Regions from separate parts of the Mus musculus genome. Here region 1 is linked to region 2. The links are chromatin contacts, called in public Hi-C maps. All regions are on one chromosome and are shown on one strand. Each heading gives the region's core, a stretch centred on a gene start, on an enhancer-like site or on the middle of the called end of the contact. The rest is flanking DNA. Distances are from core to core; before and after follow the strand shown.

Region 1 (5,271 bases), core at 2,713-5,212, 79 kb after region 2:
TATGCATTACCACCTGTCAACTTAAAATAAATAAACAAATAAAAATAAATAAAATAAAAAGTTTCTTCTTTGTCTGGGAGTCGTGCAGGTTTCTTTCTATTTTTCCTCATCTCTAATTAAGGCTCTAAAAGTTGAGATGAGACATCCCTAGATGATCTAGGTCTCAGAATCCTTTCATGCACATTTAAAGTTGTTAGTCTTTAAAAGGTGTTTAAAGTCCTCTTATCTTTGCTTCAAGAAAGGAAAGGGTATATGCCTATTCACATTTTAACTTTAACCCACCGAGCACTATGGAGAACTTCTAGTCTATAAGTAAAAAATAATGCATTTTTTTCAGTGACACCTACACAAAAGTCTCTGAGCACCTGATGATCAATATATCTACCAATCCAAGAATTATGGGCTTAATCAGTATGCAAATAAGTAGATTAACTTTAGGTTCTTTAGAATATCAGGGACAAAAATCAGTCACAAAAATCAATTGAATTAAGAGATTGCAGATGATAGAATTTTGAAACAGCTATAATTTCTATGTGGATATTAGGTAGTGGGAATTTCAGATCGACAGCATTTTGGATGAATAGACATCCATTAATTGGTCATACATGCTCATATGGTATTTGTACGCATATATATACTCGAAATTACAGGATCATGTGCAAGAAATAGTATTTGTTATAGTAAATGTATAACACTCAATGCAAGAGTCCATAAATAAATAAATAAATAAATAAATAAATAAATAAAGGCTTCCTCTGTCACTTGCTTATGTCTTGCTGTTCCATGAAAGACCACAGTTATCCTTTGGATCTCTTTATTTTGGTTTTAGTGCACATCTTTTTTAAACTTGCCACAATCTCAGATCCCAACAACTTGCTCACCCATTGCATATTAGTATTTAAAGGGAATTGTGCCCATGTTTCTAGCATCACTACCTGTTAATGGATCACAGAGCTGTTCCTCTTCTAGTTAGTCTGAAGCTGGTTGACTGAGTGTTAGGAAATAAGCTGTCCATCATTGCTCCCGTTTTCAGCACAGGTCTACTGGGCTTTTCAGATACTAATAGAAGAGTTTTTCTGGGTAGTGTGACTGCTTTCTTGCTGGATTAAATTTTATTGTTGGTATTAAGCAGTTTGCAAACAAAGCTAAGGGAAGTCATGTAGAAAGAATTCAGAAGAGCACAGAGAGATCTAAAGCTGGTTTTCGTAGTCTACAACCCTAAACACTGAAAAGCAGTATTAAGTATTAAGGCAAATAGGTGGGTCCTTTCAGCAAAACCTTGCTGGCATATGCAATAGTGTCTGGCTTTGGTGTCTGAGGACCCTGATATAGCTGTCTCGTGTGAGGCTATGTCAGTGCCTGGCAAATACAGAAGTAGATGCTTACAGTCATCTATAGCATGGAACACAGGGCCCCCAGTGGAGGAGCTAGAGAAAGTACCCAAGGAGCTGAAGGGGTCTACAACCCTATAGATGGAACAACAATATGAACTAACCAGTACCCCCAGAGCTCGTGTTTCTAGCTGCATACGTAGCAGAAGATGGCCTAATCAGCCATCATCGGAAAAAGAGGCCCCTGGGTCTTGCAAACTTTATCTGCCCCAGTACAGGGGAATGCCAGGGCCAAAAAGTGGGCGTGGGTGGGGAGGGGAGCAGGGCAGGGGGAGGGTATAGGGAACTTTCAGGATAGCATTTGAAATGTAAATAAAGAAAATGCCTAATATAAATAAACAAACAAACAAACTTTATGGTTTTACTCGCTCCCCACCCCCCAAAAAAGGCAGATAGGTGGATGATGGCTAAGGACAAAGAGAGTAGTTAGTATATTTGAGAGGAAGGCAGACATATGGCATTGGCTCAAGGTACATACAAATGAGCAGCTTCCATGAAGCCATAGAGACAGTGACCTTTGTGAGGATGGGAGAAAGAAAACTGGCATGAAGTTTCCATGATGGGAAACTGTAATGTGAACTTCTGTTTGTTTTTAAACTGGGTGAATTAAAATCAATCTGTATCTTTTGTGATCAATTTAAAAACTTTATGTTTCTAAGAAGAGAAAGAATTGCCTTGTGTACTGTATATCTGGAGATAAAGTTTCACTTTATTAAAATATGTACTTAATATTACTGGAATATGTGTCAGTCTCCCAGGACCTGTGGGAAATGTAAAATAGAACTGATTTATTCTGAGATACAACTTTTATCCATAAAATTACTAAAATATCCAACTAAAATTGAATGTTGATAAAGCAGTAATTAGGTGCTTATATAGATAGGCTGACTATCAGCAACTAAAGCTCCAAGTATGAAAGGAGAGGATGAATATCCCAGGGCAAGGGCGGGAAGGGACTCAATATCTTTTCTGCAACTAAGAGTCATAGTCTTAATTATTACTGTTAATGCTGTTTTAAGAAATTGAACAATGGAATTTGATCATAGCTCTCAGGATTAGCTATTAATTTGGGGGAAGTTCATTATTGTCTTTTATTATTTTACACATTAGCTCTTTGTTGAATATTTTGAATAATATTTAACATCTTAACAATATAATTTAGTTAACCTTTCTGATGGGTGTGTTTCGATGTCCCATTATTATGATGGCAGACTTTTCTATTTCTCTAATAATGTTGCTAAATGTCTTATGTTCTGTTGTAATTTCCTTAATTTATTTTTAATTTTTGTAGTTCTCAGAAGATACCTAATAATATTTTATGATGAAATGATAGCTTATCTCTAAATGGCATATTAATAAAATATTTCATTCTCACCTGCAGAGTTGTTAAAGAATCATAATTCTCTCTCCACCTCCCTCGTTACCTCCCTCCATCCTTCTCTGTTTCTGACTCTCTCGTTTCTGTCTTTGTCTCTGTCTGTCTCTTTCCTTCTGTCTGTCTGTCTCTCTCTTTCTGAATGTATATGTATACATAATTTTAAATATATGTATCTGACTATTTAAAACTTTTCACCATATTTCTATTTGAATAATGACTTCTTTATGGCTGTCATAGCATATAAAGTTTTAAATGAAACTCTATGATGTTTTTCAGTGAGATTGACTTCCTTTACAGTATGTGACCATCTTTCTGATATTTTCACTAATCACCTGCAGATGTGTTATGCAATATGGTTACATTTCTAATAAATCCAAAAGAAATAGCTATGTGTTTCTAGAAATATTACCAGATTTTTGTGACAATTTGCAAACACACAAATATGAATAGACCAAAACTAAATTATTTTCAACACTAAATCCATGTGAGCATTCTCTTGGTTGAAGCAAACAAAGAACTCCATTGCAGAAGGCTGGTCCTGGTGCCTCTTCCTGACTTTTCCACCTGTCAATGAAGATAGTATGTTCTCTTTATGACAATCAGCTTCTTATTTATTTTACCACATTATATACTGAACTTATGTCCACAAAGACTTAATTTTTTCCACCTTTAAAGTTTTACTTTATAAACATATATTCTCAACACATATATGATGACCAAGATTGTTTATTTTTCCTGTGTATTTTTGCATATCTGATATTTATGCTTGAATACAAATATAACATAAATAGGATTAAATACTTCCTGCCTTTGGAACTGTAGCAAAGTCCATTAACTTTGCTATATTTCAAGTTCAGCTCCTCAACTTGAAAATTGCATTCATTGTAAGAGTATTAATGTAGGGGATATTAAGAAAATTATTATACTTTATAAGATGTTTGAGTTTAATAAATATCACAGCTGTTCTTAATCCAAAATATCTGAATGAACTGACTCTGTGAGCCAAATATTTTAATGAAATAGTATTTTCAAATTTTAAACAACAAAGATGCAATTATTACAAGACTATTTGTCCTGTTATCTTCAGTTATCAGTGTTCAAACCTTTTATAACCTCTCCCATCCAATGCTCGTCACTGTGTGGCACAAAGCAGTGCCAGTATCTTGTTCTGTTTCATGTGCCCACAGCTGAGGGAACACAACAAAAGAGCATTTATCAACCCAAATGCTTTTCTGTTTGCAGAACAATGCATCTTATTCAGCACAAGATAATTCAAAATACCTTGTGACGCTTTGTGCTAAAAACAAGCTCAAATTTTTTAATATCGTGATTACATTTTTTCTAAATTATTGATATGTGTTGTTGTTGTTCATAGACAGATATGAATAACACAGATACTAGACCTGAAATACTTTGTTCTTAGCTATGGAAAGAATGTACTACTTAATACGTGCATGAGAATAGATACTTATTTCTCATAATTTTTCACTTTAGATGTTCAAAACCAAGGTGTTGACAGAGTTCTTTGCTTCTGTAGTCTGTTTCTTAGCCTACAGAATCTATGGCTTCTCCCCATTTCTTTCTGTGTGCCTGTGTCCTGATCTTCTTGTGATGGCATTGCTTGTCTTGGGTTGCGAGTATAATGACATCATCTGAATACACTTAAACACAAAAAATCTCCAAAAAAAAAATTAGCCATGACATTATGGGGATTAGTAATTTAACATGTATTTTGAAGAAACAATTGTGATTGTAACACCTCTATTCCTAGACACAAGTTTTTTTATTTTGTTTTAATAACAATAAGATATTCTACTAAGACATTTAACATTCGTTTTTGTCTAATCTTATTAAAATCAATTTAATTTTGATAAATAATTATGTGGGTTAAAATTTATGGAAGTATAAATAGCCTAGGAATATTTGCTCATGGAATCATTTATCAAAGATATTATGTTTTTTAGTAGAATTCTGTTGTGAAAGTAATTTTTCATTGTACAGTTAACCTAGAACTTAAATAAAATTTAAAAAGCATCTAAAAACAGTTAAAATAAATAATAAATTCTTCTTGCACAGTAGTCCATTGCTAACAGACCAGCACACCTCATATCTGTTAATATTTTGATTTGTATAATTTTGTTCTTTGTTTGTTTGATTTTTAGACAGAGTTTTTCTGTGTAGCCCTGCTTTTGTTAGAATTCACTCTATACACCAGGCTGACCTTGAATTCACAGGGATCCACCTAACTTTGCCTCCTGACTACTGGGATTAAAGGCATGCACTACCAATCCCTGCCTTTATTTGTAGTCTTCCAACATTCTATGTTTATTTTTTTTTCTTTTGGTATATATTCAATATGAATGATGAATGAGTCCTTCCACTCAAGGATACTGGGCAGTGGATATGTAACGAACATGAATGAAGACTTGAATTTGTAGCTATAACTTCAAAATGTGTGCAGTCATCTACTCTACATACATACAGGATGTGTTAATAAGATGT
Region 2 (5,738 bases), core at 912-3,411:
CAAAGGTGATACAACACTTCATAAAGAGTGTCCTTTATAGTCCTCACCTCAGTTGTTTGGACATAGATTATGTATTTTGATGTGGCTTTATGTCTATCGGAGTATTTAAAAAGCAAAGCAAATGAACAAGGAACCCATTTTTGTAAAAAGGAAATGTCTAATAGTCTAGATTTTGACAAAAAGTTAACATTTTGACATGCTTCTTAGTATTACATATTATTGGTAAAGTGGAAATTGTAAATAAAATAAAGCAAACACAATGTTTATCCTATCGTCTCCTGTTGTCTAGCTCATCATACAGTACAGGCTGAGGTCCTGCACTTTAGGATTTGCCAGAATCCTTTGGAAGGGATCCCTGAAAGATAACTTGTCATTTTCCAAGTTGGAGACGGTCTTTGGAAAACACATATCACAGCAGGAGTGCACATTCAGAGTTAAACTGAAGTGACATACAAGGAAGCAGCATTGGTAATTGACTAGAATGGACTTACAACTCTAAACAATACTCTCCTTAACCAAAAGGGCTGGGTTTAAACAGAAAGTACTACAAGGAAGTGACTCTTCCTTTCCTTGACAAGACAATTTTTTTCCTTTTTTTTTTTTTTTTTTGGTTGTTTTTTGTTGTTGTTATTTTATTTCTTTACATTTCAAATGTTATCTCCCTTCCCAGTTTCCTTCCTGAAAACCCCATATTCGGTCCCCCAGCCCTTCTGGCTCCCCCACCCAACCACCCACCAACTCCTGCCTCACCATTCTAGCATTCCCCTACACTGGGGGCATTGAGCTTTCACAGGACCAAGGGCTTCTCCTCGCATTGATACCTAACAAGGCCCTTCTCTGCCACATATATGGCTGGAGTCATGGGTCCCTCCATGTGTATTCTTTGGTTGATGGTTTAATCCCTGGGAGCTCTGGTTAGTTTTTTAAACATGTATTGTCACCCTCTCACTCAGCATGGGAAACATGTTTTATTGTGGTTGGTGTTTTGCCCATATTACACATTACTTCTCTCTCTTGCCCTCATTTGGTTTTATTTCTCAATTGGTTTGCATGTCCTCCCACCCTTGATATCACTCCAGACAGAGAGATGGTACAAGATGAGGTTCCAAGGACTTGAGGAAGAAATAAAGAAGTTTCATGGTTGTCTCCTTTCAGCATCTAATCCTGAGAGTGACAATTTTCTTCATTTCTTCAGTTTCTCTACGCATGTGTTTATATCCTCCTATCTCCCTTCCTAATGGTGACTCGGGGAGGGCAGAGAACCCTGTTTCATTTTGGTACTTGGTACCACAGGAATTGAATCTACAGTAAGCAATCATTCTAACTGAAAAACAGGGGAGAAAGTACAATTGTAAGCCAGAGGCTTTATTTTCAGTTCAATCACTTTCAGTGCAAAATAAGCCCATTTATTTTAGTTTTGGTGAAGAACAGCGAAATTTGATCCACCTGAGTGATGTGTCAAGAATCTGCTCTTTCCTCTGTTTTTCTATGACTTCCTTCATGTGAAACAGATGTCCTGCTTACATGCCTCCCACTTGCTTATGCCCTTTCTCCACTGAGAGCAGATGAGCCCACAACCTTTCTCTTCAGCCCTGAGCAAACTGATTTGCAGGCAGAACAACAGAGCAGCAGCCTGTCTTGCCTGTCTGGCTCCTGACTAAATCGTGACTCCTGAGAAACTGAGACTTCTTTTAGCAGTCTTGGGTCTCACCAAGCTTGAGGCTCCTAGAGCCACTTTGTGAAATCTCTTAACTTCCTTTCCTGGCAGTCCTGAAGTTCAGTGGACTCTTTTGTACACTTAACCATAAAACCAAACCTGGAACCAACACTTTCGGACATCTATCGTATTCCCTTAACCTTAGAGTTTGCATCTTAGGTGGAGAAGATGTGGAACTTAGCAGATAGTGGCAGGTATCAGTCAGGGTGTGGCTGCGGCTGCCTCCCTTTCTCTTCCAGCAGAAGGAGCCACCTTCCAAAGCTGGGGGAGAGAGAGAGAATGGGGGGGAGAGGAAGAGAGAGGGAAGGAGGGAGAGAGAGAGAGAGAGAGAGAGAGAGAGAGAGAGAGAGAGAGAGAGAGAGAGAGAGAGAGAGAGAGAGAGATTGGAGAAGGCAATAAGAAGAGGGAGGGTAGGGGGGCGGGCCGCCGGGGGCGCCCAAAGCCAGCTAGGCTCAGTCTCACACGCGCGCCGCCACTGTTTGTACACAGTGCGCTCCTGGCCTCAGGCTCGCTCCCCTCCAGCTCTCGCTTCATTGTTCTCCAAGTCAGAAGCCCCCGCAGCCGCCGCGGCAGCAGCGTGAGCCGTAGTCACTGCTGGCCGCTTCGCCTGCGGTGCGCGCACGGAAATCGGGGAGCCAGGAACCCAAGGAGCCCGCGCTCCGCCCGCTGTGCCTCTGCTAGGACCCACTCGCAGCCCCAGCCTCTCTCAAGCGCACCCACCTCCGCGCACCCCAGCTCAGGCGAAGCTGGAGTGAGGGGTGAATCACCCTTTCTCTAGGGCCACCACTCTTTTATCGCCCTTCCCAAGAATTTGAGGAAGCGCTGCGGGAGGAAAGACGTCCTCTTGAATCTCTGACAGGGCGGGGTTTACTGCTGTCCTGCAGGGCCGCCTCGCCTACTGTGCCCTCCGCTACGACCCCGGACCAGCCCAGGTCACGTCCGTGAGAAGGGATCATGAAGCACTTGGTAGCAGCCTGGCTTTTGGTTGGACTCAGCCTCGGGGTGCCCCAGTTCGGCAAAGGTGAGGTGGCTGGGCAGGGGTCCCTGGATGAGGGACGGGCGGGGAGCACCTTTGGAAATGCCGCTCAAGGGGCCACAGTGGGTCCTCAGTGCGTGCACGGCGTGAGGAGCGCTACGAAAGAGGCGATGCTCCCTGGATACCCTGCCAAAGTGCTAGCAAAGTCCGTGTGGAGTGCCCCAGGCTGAGCCTGGGAAGAGGGTGCGATCTAGAAAATAAGAAGATTGAGGGGGTGTGAAGGGGTTGTCTTCCTAGGCTTTTTTTTTGCTAGTGATTCCCTGCGCGACCCCTGACTAGCAAATATCAATGTTCTTGGCCGATGACAGCGGACAGGGTTGTGAGGTTGTGATAGAGACCTGACAGAGCTAAGTGTGCTGGGCCATCATCTAGTAGGTGCTAGAATAGCCTGGATAACCACCGGGCGGTAAGCTGGATGCAGTGCTCTGGTGCAGGGACAGGGGTGGGGGTGGGGGTGGGGGCTAAGGGGTCTGTCAACCTGGACCCGATATTGAGAGTTCATACTGCCAATGAGAAAGAGAGAGGTCTACTAAGTCGCTAGCTTTCTCCCCAACCCTCCTCTTGGGCGCGTGACTTCAATTACAACAGCTCAAACAACTCTCTTCTCCTCCAACCCCAGGGGGCTTGAGCATTATTTTGTACTCCCTCTGGGTAAGACCTTAACTCTTGGTAATAGATGGCTGTGATGTGCAAACCAACCTTCATGCGTCCCTGGCCCAGGAGCCAAAAAGTTGTTCAGATTTGTCTACCTGTGCCTTTCATGGTTTGCATGTAAATAGGAAACTAGCATACAAAACAAAACCTAAAATTTTAAAATCAGTGAGTCTCCGGGTGAGTTGTTTAGGTGACTTTCAGGTCCTTTTGAGAGATTAGGCTTTGTCAATATAAAACCTGGTCAGAAACCTTTGTCTGCATATCAGCGGGTACTGAATTGGAGCCAGGAAGCCAAAGAGAGAGAAGGGGTTTCCAGATATTGGGTGGCTGTGCCCTTTCTGCGTTTGTGAGTACAGAAGGCCCTTCTGAGAGAGATTTACTAGAATCCTCCACAGATAGCAGTAAGTAGAGAGCTGATAAGCTACAAGGATTTGAAACGTTGTGGCTCTAGAAGTATTTGGAATTAAAAAAAAATGCTTTGACTCGAATCCATTTGAGATTAGACTAGGCATTGCATGGATACTCTACGCTACACCTATGCACTACCTATGTATGCGCTTCGGAGGGATGGACTGTTGGGGACTATCCTTCAGAAACCTGTGTTGCAGCCAGATGCCAATCTCTTTGGGACTCAAGTGGTGGGTAGTTCTGGTCTTCTCAGCTCCCCAGGATGTGACTGTTTTTCCAGGGGTGTAGGTGTGTGGGATCTATTCCAAACCTGCTCTGATAGTTGCCTCGCTGAGGCAGCCACTCCAGTGAAGGTTAGCATATGGAAATGTTTTCGGAGTGGGTCGCCTAGACTCCAGTGGTAAGGAAAGAACAGGCTTCCAAAGCTGATATTTCCTGGTTTTTTTTTTTTTTTTTTTTTTTTTTTTAAATTTCTTGTCTGAATTCCCTCTGCACTTTGATGCCTTAGCTGGTAGGGAACTGTAAGAACCACAGGCACTCCCCTCTCCTCCTATCCCCGCCTCTGTTCCCACCCCAAATAGGAACACACACATACACTCGCGAGCGCGCGCGCACGCACACGCACACACACAAACACACACACACACACACACACACACACACGCGCTCGTGGGTGCACTCACAAGCACCTACTAGGCAACTCCTCTGCCACTAAGTGACCCTTACCAATGGTGACTGGAAAGCTAGAGGACCTATTGAGTGACTGAGCTTGCCAGAAGACTTCTCCTAGCTAGAGTTTGGGAAGGAAAAAAAAAAAAAATTGCAGCTGCTCTGAGCTCTTAATGATGCCCACGCCGAGGCATCTTTGCCACCAGTCAAGTGGACGATAGCGATGTTGCCAGGGCTTTCCAGTGTGCTGCTAGAGACAAAGCTCGGGAAGCCTACCCCCTCCATCCTTCAGACTGATCCTTTGTAAGCCACCCTGCGGGTGGAGGGCGGCAGCTTCTGAGAAAGAAACGGACCGATTTGCATAAGCTTTTTTTTTTTTTTTTTTTTTTTTTTTTTTTTTTTTTTTTTTTTTTTTTTTTTCTGTTAAACTTGTGCCTCTCTAATTTTCTCCTCCCGGACCTCTGCAGAAAGCAGATCCGAGTTTGCTTGATAGTTCAAACAATTAAACTTTGGGAAACTTACTGAAACTGGTGTTAACATAGAATTTTACTCTGCTTTTTTTCATACCCCTCCCCCATCGTGTATCTTTGATTTATCAAATGTCGAAGAGAAATTAGTGTTTTCCTTTGTGTGGACCCCAATTTACAGGCACTCATGCCTGGAATTGGATAACGATAGGTAAGCCCACTTATTGGCTGTCTTTATTTTAAAATTAAACCAATGGATCAGTCAGATTGAATATTTTATTAACTCTTAAATTATTCATCATTGTGTATTGCTTTAAAAAAATCCAATAACATGCATACAGTTGCAGCAAACACGTGACATCTTATGCAATCTGTCCCCATGCCTGCAGTTTGTGCCTGGAGTCTTTAAGCAAACGGTATTATCTAAAAATGTCTGGATGGGCCCTAAATGCTATGAATCATTGGCATTTGAATTCCCATCTTTTAATCAATGGAGATCTTAGTTAATTCGACATGAGAAGAAATTAATACCTGAAGAATCTCACTCCAGATACCACTATGCTTCAATGATTGCATAGTGAAGTTTAAGCTGAAATAACCGGTTTCTATGGGGATTTTATTACTGCACTTTGGGGCCATCATTACCTAATTTGCATGACCATTAACTTTACACTTTAAGAAATAACTGCTAACATCAGATTCAAGGTGAAGCGTTTTAAATTAATTTAAAAATATTATATTGAAGGTAATAGTTAAGTGGACATAAAGTCCCTTGCTGTGAGAGTTT

What was found. A called contact is a pair of places that touch in the nucleus more often than the background predicts.
Region 1: a contact with region 2 is called in a Hi-C map of cortical glia, with 2.2 times the contacts expected there. The contact joins the enhancer-like site here to the promoter of Edil3 in region 2. A contact is called at or near these places in 1 of 39 promoter capture datasets (maxillary cranial neural crest), 3 of 484 Hi-C or Micro-C datasets (brain, cerebral cortex and cortical glia), 1 of 115 datasets of contacts at active chromatin or transcription factors (neural progenitor cells) and 2 of 9 other capture datasets (adipose tissue and liver).

Annotation. Positions count from the first base shown.
Region 1 is chr13:88,896,304-88,901,574 of GRCm38.p6, forward strand. The region is part of intron 1 of Edil3 (EGF-like repeats and discoidin I-like domains 3); the gene reads left to right. Among named protein-coding and RNA genes, the nearest start is that of Gm46433, 28 kb to the left of the region's middle. Within about 2 kb of position 3,963, at least 14 of the 459 cell types and tissues checked have an H3K27ac peak or open chromatin away from gene starts, as enhancers often do. A contact at or near this core is called in cortical glia, where this site is marked.
Region 2 is chr13:88,819,311-88,825,048 of GRCm38.p6, forward strand. Edil3 (EGF-like repeats and discoidin I-like domains 3) reads left to right here and starts at 2,162. Exons shown (of 11, transcript NM_001037987.3): 1 at 2,162-2,738. The coding sequence starts at 2,672. Gm38504 (a long non-coding RNA gene) reads left to right here and starts at 4,914. Exons shown (of 2, transcript XR_382711.3): 1 at 4,914-5,162.